Linked DNA regions of Mus musculus: region 2 is linked to region 1. The links are chromatin contacts, called in public Hi-C maps. All regions are on one chromosome and are shown on one strand. The core of a region is the stretch at or near the end of the contact, and the rest is flanking DNA. Distances in the headings are between cores, read along the strand shown. Region 1 overlaps Obscn (obscurin, cytoskeletal calmodulin and titin-interacting RhoGEF). Region 2 overlaps Obscn (obscurin, cytoskeletal calmodulin and titin-interacting RhoGEF).

Evidence for each region. A called contact is a pair of places that touch in the nucleus more often than the background predicts.
Region 2: a Hi-C map of cerebral cortex shows a contact between it and region 1, with 1.7 times the contacts expected there. The contact joins two enhancer-like sites. A contact is called at or near these places in 1 of 39 promoter capture datasets (hippocampal neurons), 9 of 484 Hi-C or Micro-C datasets (the G1E-ER4 cell line, the N1E-115 cell line, cerebral cortex and 4 more), 1 of 115 datasets of contacts at active chromatin or transcription factors (embryonic stem cells) and 3 of 9 other capture datasets (adipose tissue, liver and pancreatic islet).

What each region holds. Positions count from the first base shown.
Region 1 is chr11:58,999,373-59,004,237 of GRCm38.p6, reverse strand. Obscn (obscurin, cytoskeletal calmodulin and titin-interacting RhoGEF) reads left to right here. Exons shown (of 104, transcript NM_001171512.2): 87 at 532-609; 88 at 859-1,031; 89 at 1,221-1,247; 90 at 2,069-2,221; 91 at 2,314-2,359; 92 at 2,707-2,784; 93 at 3,060-4,865. Among named protein-coding and RNA genes, the nearest start is that of Gm51863, 9.2 kb to the right of the region's middle. Within about 2 kb of position 3,462, at least 16 of the 459 cell types and tissues checked have an H3K27ac peak or open chromatin away from gene starts, as enhancers often do. A contact at or near this core is called in cerebral cortex, where this site is marked.
Region 2 is chr11:59,064,361-59,069,623 of GRCm38.p6, reverse strand. Obscn (obscurin, cytoskeletal calmodulin and titin-interacting RhoGEF) reads left to right here. Exons shown (of 104, transcript NM_001171512.2): 36 at 330-596; 37 at 1,414-1,680; 38 at 1,778-2,041; 39 at 2,295-2,558; 40 at 5,174-5,263. Among named protein-coding and RNA genes, the nearest start is that of Obscn, 69 kb to the left of the region's middle. Within about 2 kb of position 2,008, at least 17 of the 459 cell types and tissues checked have an H3K27ac peak or open chromatin away from gene starts, as enhancers often do. A contact at or near this core is called in cerebral cortex, where this site is marked.

The DNA.
Region 1 (4,865 bases), core at 2,213-4,712:
CAGGCCTTCAAGAGGTACCTGAGGCTGGCCCCTCACCTGGGCCAGGCCTTCAGGAGGTACCTGAGGCTGGCCCCTCACCTGGGTCAGGCCTTCAGGAGGTACCTGAGGCTGGCCCCTTACCCGGATCAGGCCTTTAGGAGGTACCTGAGGCTGGCCCCTTACCCGGGTCAGGCCTTCAGGAGGTACCTGAGGCTGGCTCCTCACCTGGGCCAGGCCTTCAAGAGGTACCTGAGGCGGCCCCTCACCTGGGCCAGGCCTTCAGGAGGTACCTGAGGCTGGCCCCTCACCTGGGTCAGACCTTCAGGAGGTACCTGAAGCTGGCCCCCAACCCGGGTCAGGCCTTCAGGAGGTACCTGATGCTTGCCCCTCACCTGGGTCAGGCCTTCATGAGTTTTCTGAGGCTGGCCCCTCATTTGGACCAGGTCTTCAGGAGGTACCTGAGGCTGGCTCCTCACCTGGGTCAGCCTTCAGGAGGTTCCTGAGCCAGCCTCTTGGGGGCTGGTTCCAAACTGATCCTGGCATTTTCCACAGGTCAAAGTCTATATCCAGCAGCTGGTGGAAGGCCTACACTATTTGCACAGCCATGGTATCCTCCACCTGGACATAAAGGTATTGCATTCACGGCATCCCCAGAACTCGTGGTGGGCACAGCTGGGAGCCAGCCTGTGCTTGGTTTCTACTACCTCGGGTAGGGTTTGGCTCTCATGGAGTAGATGTGATTCCCCTCTCGGTCCTGGGGACTCCCCACTGCCCTTTACTAGCCTCAAGGACTCTTCAGTGCTCTCCTAGGCCCAGAGGGTAGGAGTTACCTTTTTCATGAAGTGTAGCCTTGAACAACTTCTCAACTCTGTCTGACAGCCCCCCAACATCCTGATGGTGCACCCAGCTCGGGAAGACATCAAGATCTGTGACTTTGGCTTTGCCCAAAAGATCACCCCTTCAGAGCCACAGTACAGCAAGTATGGCTCACCCGAATTCGTGTCCCCAGAGATCATTGAGCAGAATCCTGTGAGCGAGGGCTCAGACATCTGGTGAGTGGATGGCCCACCTAGAGGGCTGTTGATCTGGAGTCGCCCTGTCCTTCGTGTGTCTGTCTGGCAGCTGAGGAGCCTCTGCCTCCTCTTCCAGCCCCCCCACCCCCAACCCCACCCCCATGCATACCCCTTGCCTGTGGGACAGGCCTGGTGTAACTCACAAATGGGGTGTTTTCATTCTTGCAGGGCCATGGGCGTCATCTCCTACCTCAGGTAAGCAGACCCTGCCCCATCACCTCTTCCGAGCTCACCCCTCAGTGGAGACCAAGTACACTGCTGGCCACTCCCCAGATCAGCCCCTGAGACACAGTAGGCAGCTATTTTGATACTAGGCAGGAGGCCAACCCTGATAAAATAGGTGTTGCTTAACGCTTCTTGCTAACACCCCACGGTCAGAGCTTAGCCACTTCTCTGCAGGTCTGGGGGCTTGACCATGGGACACTCAGTGACCACTGATGTCCTGAAGGTCCTAGTGGTAAAGCTCAGGTTTGGATCTCCTCTGCAGGTTGAACTCTGATTTCTACCTTGGCAAATGCTGGTTCCTACCCTTGAATCGCCTCCCATGCTGGACCTGAGGCCCCGCCCCAGCTTACTGCTGGGCATCACCTCAAACTGACCTTGGTTATCTTGCTAGGCTATGTCCATATCACAAGCTGAGCCTATATCTCTGTCCTATTTTGGACATGAATCTCTATGTCAGGACAAGGGCAAGTGACCCCCTCAGGATGAGCCTTTATTTTTACCCAAGACAGAGCCCAGAGCCCCACCTCAGGCTTACCTCATAGCCTCCACTACAGCTGAGCCTCCACCTTTGCTATGGGGCAGATCCTAATCCACACCTCAGTCCGAACCTAGACTCTCATCCCAGTCTGAGCCCTGCTAACAAAGCCCGGATCCCTGCTCCAAGCTAATCCTGGATTGTTCTGGTCCAGTCGGAAGCATTTCCCAGAATCCTCAGGTCTAGATGAGCGTGGCACACATCCAGTCAGGGAATCTTCTTCGAGAGTGAGCTTCCACACTTTCTCTGCTTCCAGCCTCACCTGCTCATCCCCATTTGCTGGAGAGAGTGACCGCGCCACCTTGCTCAATGTTTTGGAGGGGCGGGTCTCCTGGAGCAGTCCCACGGCTGCTCATCTGAGTGAGGACGCCAAGGACTTCATCAAGGCCACGCTGCAAAGGACCCCCAGGTGAGTGCACCCCTGCCCTTCACCCGCAGAAGCTCTTCAGCCCTGCCACAGGACCCACTTGACTCCCCCATCTGGTTTCCTTCTTCCTCCAGGGCCAGGCCTAGTACTTCCCAGTGCCTTGCCCACCCCTGGTTCCTGGTAAGTAGGCCCAGCTTGAGCTCAACTCGCTGCTCTGTCTCAGGCCAAGAGTTCTCATCAGTATTGATTATTCTGGCCCATTGCTCCCCTATTCAGAGGACCCTAGTGCCTTCATATTGGACTCTGAAGCCCTCGACAAAGTATTGCTACGCAGTTAGCAGCAAGGGCTTCCTTCTGCCTTCCTGGGCATCTGGGAGAAGGATTTGCAGTGTCCTAACCCTGGAGTGTCTGAGAGGAGACCCCGATGTTTGCTGCCTCCATCCTTCTGGGCTTGCATCCTTGAAGGGCCCCGACTAGGGCGCCAGGGTCCATCTCTTGTTATCATAGCCACTTTCCTCCCACCGCAGAAATCCATGCCTGCTGAGGAGGCCCACTTCATCAACACCAAACAGCTCAAGTTCCTTCTTGCTCGAAGTCGCTGGCAGGTGAGTCCCCCTTTTCTCAGGAAAGAGGTGCTGAGGCCAGGGGAGGGTACCTGAATCTAGCTGTGTGGTCAGGAGCACAGGGCCAGGCTGGCCTGCTCCATGATTCTGGGATCCCTTGAGTGTACCAGGTGGTGGGGCAGAGCAATAAAGCAGCAGGCACAGAAGCCCCAGGTGTCCTGGGTAACCAACCCCTCTGGAGCAAAGAGGCAATGGGCACCGCACCTCCTGCCATGACCAGTCATGCCCAATGGATGTCCCTCTGTCCTCATTTCCAGCGTTCCTTGATGAGCTACAAGTCTATCCTGGTGATGCGCTCCATCCCTGAGCTGCTTCAGGGTCCCCCAGACAGTCCATCTCTAGGAGTGGCCCGGCACCTACGAGGGGAAGCCAGTGGCGCCTCTAGCTCATCATCTTCCTCAGACAACGAGCTTGCCCCATTTGCCAGGGCTAAGTCGCTGCCACCTTCTCCTGTGACTCACTCGCCACTGCTGCACCCTCGGGGCTTTCTGCGGCCTTCGGCCAGCCTCCCAGAGGAGACAGAGGCCAGCATGCCCACTGCTGATGCGGCCGTGCCAGCGTCCCCACAGAGTGCTGGGCCTCCGGCAAGCCCAGGTTGTGTGCCCCGGCACAGCGTCATCAGCAGCCTGTTCTACCAGCAAGCTGGCGAGGGTGCAGAGCGTGGGAACAAAACATCGGGTGCCAAGAGGCACCCTGCGCGGAGGCGGCACCTGCTAAAGGGTGGGTACATTGCAAGGGCCTTACCCGGTCTGCGTGAGCCCCTCATGGAGTACAGCTTGTTGGAGGAAGAGGCGGCTAGGGAAGAGCAGGCCTCTCTGATGACCAAGACACCCTCCTTTGAGACTGCCCTGCGACTACCTAGTTCCAGTGTCAGAGAGGTCCCAGGCCGAAGCCACTCCCTGGACAACCCACCAGTCACGACTGGCCCCTCTCCTGAGGCATGCAAGGAACAACTCCTGTTCCCACCCTCCACGGGGTTGACTCATGAAACCACTGCCAAGGACAGGGGGCACAAAGAGGGGTTCTTGCAGGAGTCTGTCCCCTTTCCACCTATGAGTGGTGACTCGAGGCCTGGGAAGCAAGAGGGATCATCCCAGGACAGTTGTAGAGGGAAACCAGCCTCTTCCTGTCACTCTGAGCTGGGTTCTGGTTCCCAGGAGGGCTGTGGCCCTCCATCATCTCAATCGCTTGGCTCCTTACCTCCACAGTCATTGAAGAAGGAGCTCTCAACGTCCTGTGGCCCACTCTTTTCAGAACAGCCTCAGGCAGCCCCATTCCCAACTCAAGTAAGCCCCCTTCTGGGTTCTGAGAAGGAACCTCAGGATGGCTCTCTATCTGAAGGGCCAGTTCCAGTTCCCTCCAGTTCTCCAGGGTCAGCTTCCCAAGTAGATGCATCCTTGGATACTGAAGGCTTGTCTGAAGCTGGGGACACATGTGACTTCACGCCTCCTCCACAGCGGCCTCAGGAGCAGGCCACCACCCGGAAGTTCTCTCTGGAGTCCCGTGGGGGCTATGCAGGGGTGGCAGGCTATGGTACTTTTGCCTTTGGCGGGGATGCAGGGGGGATGCTAGGGCAGGGTCCTCTCTGGGCCAGGATGGCCTGGGCTGTGTCCCAGTCCTCAGAAGAGCAGGATGAAGCTGCGACTGAGAGCCCTCAACCTCTGGAGAGCTTGGGGCCCATTGCTGAGGCCAGTGGGGTTCCCCTAAGGACCTCTCCAAGCCTCACCCCTTGGGAGGAAGTTGAGCAGGTTTCCCTGGTGCAGATCCGGGATCTGTCTGGTGATGCGGAAGCAGCTGACACTATCTCCTTGGACATTTCTGAGGTCGATCCTGCCTACCTCAACCTCTCGGATCTATATGACATCAAATATCTCCCATTTGAGTTCATGATCTTCAGAAGGGTCCCCAAACCTATAGAGCAGCCAGAGTCACCTGGCTCAGAAACCGAAGCTGGGCAAGGGCTGGCAGATTTCCTGGAGGAGGCCGCGTGGCCCTGGCCAGGCGAGCTGGGACTGCGTGCTGGTCTGGAGATTACAGAGGAGCCGGAGGAGCCAGGGGACCTG
Region 2 (5,263 bases), core at 759-3,258, 67 kb before region 1:
CTGGGGCTCACAGGAAGGCAAGATTAGCTGTCAATGGCGAGAGGGTCTCTCATCCCTGGGATGTAGCCAGTGGATACCTCAGGGAGTTGATTCCGAAGACTGAGCTGGGTTCTTTCAGAATTAATTTCTGAATTCAGAAATTGTGGGGGATGTTATTGTGTTCAGAGTGGAAACTGCACAGAGCCTGCCTTGTGCCCTCAGCATTTCTGTCTGGCTCCAGCTGGAGGGCAGACGCTGATATTGATCAAGGCCTTGCATGGCCCATTGTGTTAGTCCTCTCATAGAGGTACTACCGTCCCGATTACCTTTGGCTTTTCTCTATCCTCCAGAGAAGCCGAGCATCTTCTCTCGGCCACTCACAGACGTCACAGTCACAGAAGGCGAGGACCTGACTCTGGTCTGTGAAACCACCACTGTGGATAGCTCTGTGCGCTGGACCAAAGATGGGAAGACACTGAGGCCGTCTGCACGATGCCAGCTGAGCCATGAAGGCTGTCAGGCCCAGCTGCTCATCACTGCCACCACCCCACAAGATGGTGGGCGGTACAAATGTGAGATTGGTGGAGCCTCCAGCAGCTCCATTGTCAGGGTCCATGGTGAGTGCCAGATGGCTGTGGTTGGGGCAAGAATAAACATGTGTCTACATGCAGCAGGAGGCAAGGGGACCCCAGAGCAGCTTCTGGTTCCTTTCTTCCATCTCCCTCTGCTGTGTAGGGCACTTGGCTTCCTTGTGACTCAGAGTCTCTACTGCCTCAGTAGTCTTCCACCCTCTCTTGATCTCCTGATTCTTGCTTGTGGCCCATTCCTGCATTGGCTTTGGTGGACCCCTCTGGAGCCCCTCTGTCTGCCTGTGGCTTGCCTCTGTCTGGACCGCCCTAAGCTAACAGCACAGACAGGAGGCTTGCACAATGGGAGTCTGTTGTCCCCATTGTTGTGTAGAATGAAAGTAGGAGATTAAGTTCCTTGATTGGGTGGCCTCTGGTGGGGGAGGGAGGGTGGATTCTGTCTTCTTGGCTTCCAGATGCCATCTTCTCTGTGACTCCAGATGGTGTTCCTCTCTGCTGGTATCCTAGTTAAGGATGACAAAGCAGTGAAGCAAGGGCTCATTCCAACAACCATATTCTACTTTATCTCCTTCAAGTCTACAATGCCAAATAATCACATTCTGAGACCCCAAGTTAAGACTTCAATGTCTGGACTTTTGGGGGACACAGTTCCCACTGGAATACTTTATGTTCATCTGGTCAATGCCCACCTTTTCTGTTTACATACCATCAGACCTGTCTTTCCCAGAGGTCATTGGGTCCTTGCCACTGACACTCAGTATTTGAGTTGTCCCACAGCCTGTAGCTGTTTCTGGAGCCCCGGTGGGACCCTCCTCCAGGAGACTGAACTGACTCTGTCTGTTCATAGCTCTGCCAGTGCGGTTCAGGGAGTCCCTGAAGGACGTGGAGGTACCAGAGGGCAAGGCCGCCACACTGCGCTGTGTGCTGTCATCCGTGGCTGCACCTGTGGAGTGGCGTCATGGAGATGATGTCCTGAAATCCAGCAACAAGTATAGCCTGCGCCAAGAGGGTGCTGTGCTGGAATTGGTCATCCGAGACCTGCAGCCCCAGGACAGTGGGCAATACTCATGCTCCTTTGGGGACCAGACAACTTCAGCCACACTCACAGTGAAAAGTAAGTTGTGTCTGTGTATACTGCGCTCGGGGCCCGCTGGGAACCTCAGCCCAGCGCAGGAGAATCATGATGTTCTCTGTATTCGTGTCTGTTGCAGCCTCTTCTGCCCAGTTCGTAGGGAAACTGAGAAACAAGGAGGCCACAGAAGGGACCACGGTCACACTTCGGTGTGAGCTGACCAAAGAGGCCCCCGTGGAGTGGAAGAAGGGAACAGAGACCCTGAGAAATGGGGACAAATACAGTCTGAAGCAGGATGGAGCTGTGTGTGAGCTGCAGATCTGTAGTCTGCTGGTGGCAGATGCAGGGGAGTACTCGTGTGTGTGTGGGCAGGAGAAGACTTCAGCCACGCTGACTGTCAAGGGTAAAGAGCGTGCATGGCTTCCCTCCCCCCATGCCTGTGTACCTACTGTGCATCCCACCTTACTTCTTGAGTCATTATATATATATGAACCAGAAAATACCAGCATCTGCAGCTGGCTTCCCACTCTTGAGTGCTGGTGGGTTCTCTCCTGTTGCTGCATTCTATCTTGTTCCCTATCCTGTTCTATGTCACATTCTATCTTCCCACACTCTGTAGCAGATCTGATGCTCCAATCTTTGTCTTACCCTCCTAGCTCTGCTTGTCCACTTTGTCAGAAGGCTCAGGAGCAAGGAGGCCACAGAAGGAGACACGACCACACTGCAGTGTGAACTGAGCAAGGCTGCCCCCGTGGAGTGGAGGAAGGGAACAGAGACCCTGAGAGATGGGGACAGATACAGCCTGAAGCAGGATGGGGCTGTGTGTGAGCTGCAAATCCGCAGCCTGACCATAGCAGATGCTGGCGAGTACTTGTGCACGTGTGGACAGGAAAAGACCTCAGCCACGCTGACCGTCAGGGGTAAAGACCATGTGTGTTCCTGTGTGCAGGTGTCTCTGTGTGCGGGTGGCTCTGTGCCTGAACATCTTCCACCTGCTTTTCCTGATTTTTCTATTTCTCATCTTATCCCATTGACTGATGTTTCTCATACTTGTATGGGACCCACTTTAGATGCCAGAAAACAATGGAAAATTGGGTGTTTCTTAACCTCAAGAATGTCCTGGCTGGAATGAGTGGTGTGTGTGTGTGTGTGTGTGTGTGTGTGTGTGTGTGTGTGTGTGTGTGTGTGAAAAAGGGAGGCAGGAAATGGAGGAATGGCATACACAACAGGGACACAGGAAGGACAGCCTTGTCATGTGCCTGACTGTGAAGGTGAGAATTCAGGGAAGTATCAGGTAAAGTCAAAGGTCCACTCTTAGCAGTCAGATGAAGGTTGGACACCACCCCGTGAGAGTCAGGGTGGAGGTGAGGGCTTGTCCTATGGTGGTGAGGAGATGTGAAAACAAGTCTGTGGGGGAGAGCCTGACGCTGTCTTCTCTGGGATTCCCCTGGTTAGTTCTAGATCTTCCCACTGGAGAAGGGTTTGCTGATCCTGCCTCTGACCACTCTACATGTCCTGGGGCGTACATGTAGTGTCTGTGGCCCACTTTGTCTATGGCCAGAGTTTAATGGTCTTTGTGCCTGTGTATTCCTCCCAGTTGTGGACAGTACTTCATAGATGGTTAGAGACCTGGGGAGGGCATTACAGGGAGTAGGGTCACACTGTGGAGTGTGAACAGAGGAAGGTCCCTCCCTGGAGTGAAGAGAAAGGCTTTGGAGATCAGAGATGGAGGCACTCACAGATTGAAGCAGCTATCATATATGGAGCCCTGTATGTAGCCTGACTGCAATGGATCTTGGGAATCCTCATGGAGGCACTGTCAGCAACAGACCTTCCCAGAGTGGCCTACTGGAATATGCTCCTGCATCACAGTGTGTCCAGGGAACTGGAATACTTATCTTGGTGTGACTGGTGACTGGTGGCCTGGTGTTGAGTTGGCTCTTTGTCAGGAGTCCTCGGGAGGCCTGAGCACCTCAGCACAGGGAAGCAAATGGGATGCACAGACATTGTTGGAGAGCTCTGGACATCCTGGAGAGCACGGATGGAATGAATCTCCTACAAGTGCAAGAAGCCCTTGTCCTGGTGGGCTCTGCTGTCACATGAAGAACCAACCACTGAGGGCACTGGAGAGGAAGGTATGGCAAAGCCTGGCTGTCTCTTTATCCAGGCTGTGGCCGGTGACTCCTATCACCCACACAAACACTGGAGACACTTGAATGAAAACCAGCTGCTATATGAAGAGGCCTGCTGTCAAAATGGAGAGGCATTCAGACATGCCAAAGGATGGCAGAAGGGTGTACAAGAAGCCTGTCCCATGGCTACAGAGTTAGAAAGAGGTCACAGGAAGACACACTCCCTATTCCCAACCATGCTGTTGATGGCTGAGGTATGGAGCGTCCTGGCAAACAGCTGTTTTCAAAACTGGGTTTCCCCCAAGAGTGATGCATATGGATGCCTTGCCTGGGCCTTTCAAGACTGCTGCATTTTTAGAAGCTACCCTGGACCATAAAGTCCCGAAGATACTCTGAACCACTGTCCTTAAAGACCTCCAAGCACACAGAGATGGACATTCAAGAGTTCTCAGTCTTAGCCTGGGAGCCAGAGGAAGTCTCCAGCTTTGACAAGCAAGAACCAGTTTGTCCCTCCTCTTCTCTGTGACTGTTTCCTGCATAGTAGCTGAGGGCAGTGTTAGATCCATTTGTTCAGTCATGGATCTCTGCCTCTACTCTCTCTCTACACCAGAGAGTGTGCCTGCACTGTGAAGATGGGGCTAGACCTTGTGTCCACCCATTCTAGGCTGACAGATCCAGGAAGAGGCTTGTGACTTCTTCCCACCCAGCCAAGTCGTCCCTTCTTCCCGGCTTGTTCTGTTCTGAGAAGTGGGGCTTGCTGTGACTGTATGGGGGAGGGGCTCGGGCACCCCGTGTGCTCTCTGCTCTCTCAGCACAATCAGAATGATGGCATAAGAACCACTGAAGGAATTCACAACAGAGCCATAGTGTGACCTAGCAGCTAGGCCAGACCATCGAGCCTGGTGGACACAGAAGACCTGAGGCCAGGGATACTGTTGTAAATGTTTCTGCTTTCCTGGTCCTGAGCTCTCTGTCTAGACCTCCTGGTCTTGAGGTTCTCTGTCCTTGCTGCTTCACCAGGGTCAGGCTGACCAGTCTGTGTGCTGCACTACTCCCGCCCCCGCTGTGCTGTTTTGTACCGTTTCCTTTCGATCTCCAGAGTGTATTTCACCGTTGAGTGTCATGTCCTGTCTTCAGCATGCTTCACGATCCTGTTGATCTTGGTGTTGTCCTCAGCCCCACAAGCCAAGCTCAGTCTGAGGCCCATGGAAACCATGGAATGGAGTGTGGCCATGAGATGCATTGTCTAGACTAAGGGAAGCCACTCCCTCAGCTGTGCTTAGCATGCCCGGCATGTGGTCTGTGTGTAGCAGGGCTTCCTGTCTTCCCTGTACCATCCTCATCTCTGGTCTTCCATGTTCTCAGAGAGTGTGATTATGTCTGTGTCTTTCTGACCTCCCCAGCCCTTCCAGCTAAGTTCAAAGACAGTCTGAAGAATGAAGAGGCTACAGAAGGCACCACAGCTACACTGAGCTGTGAACTGAGCAAGGCAG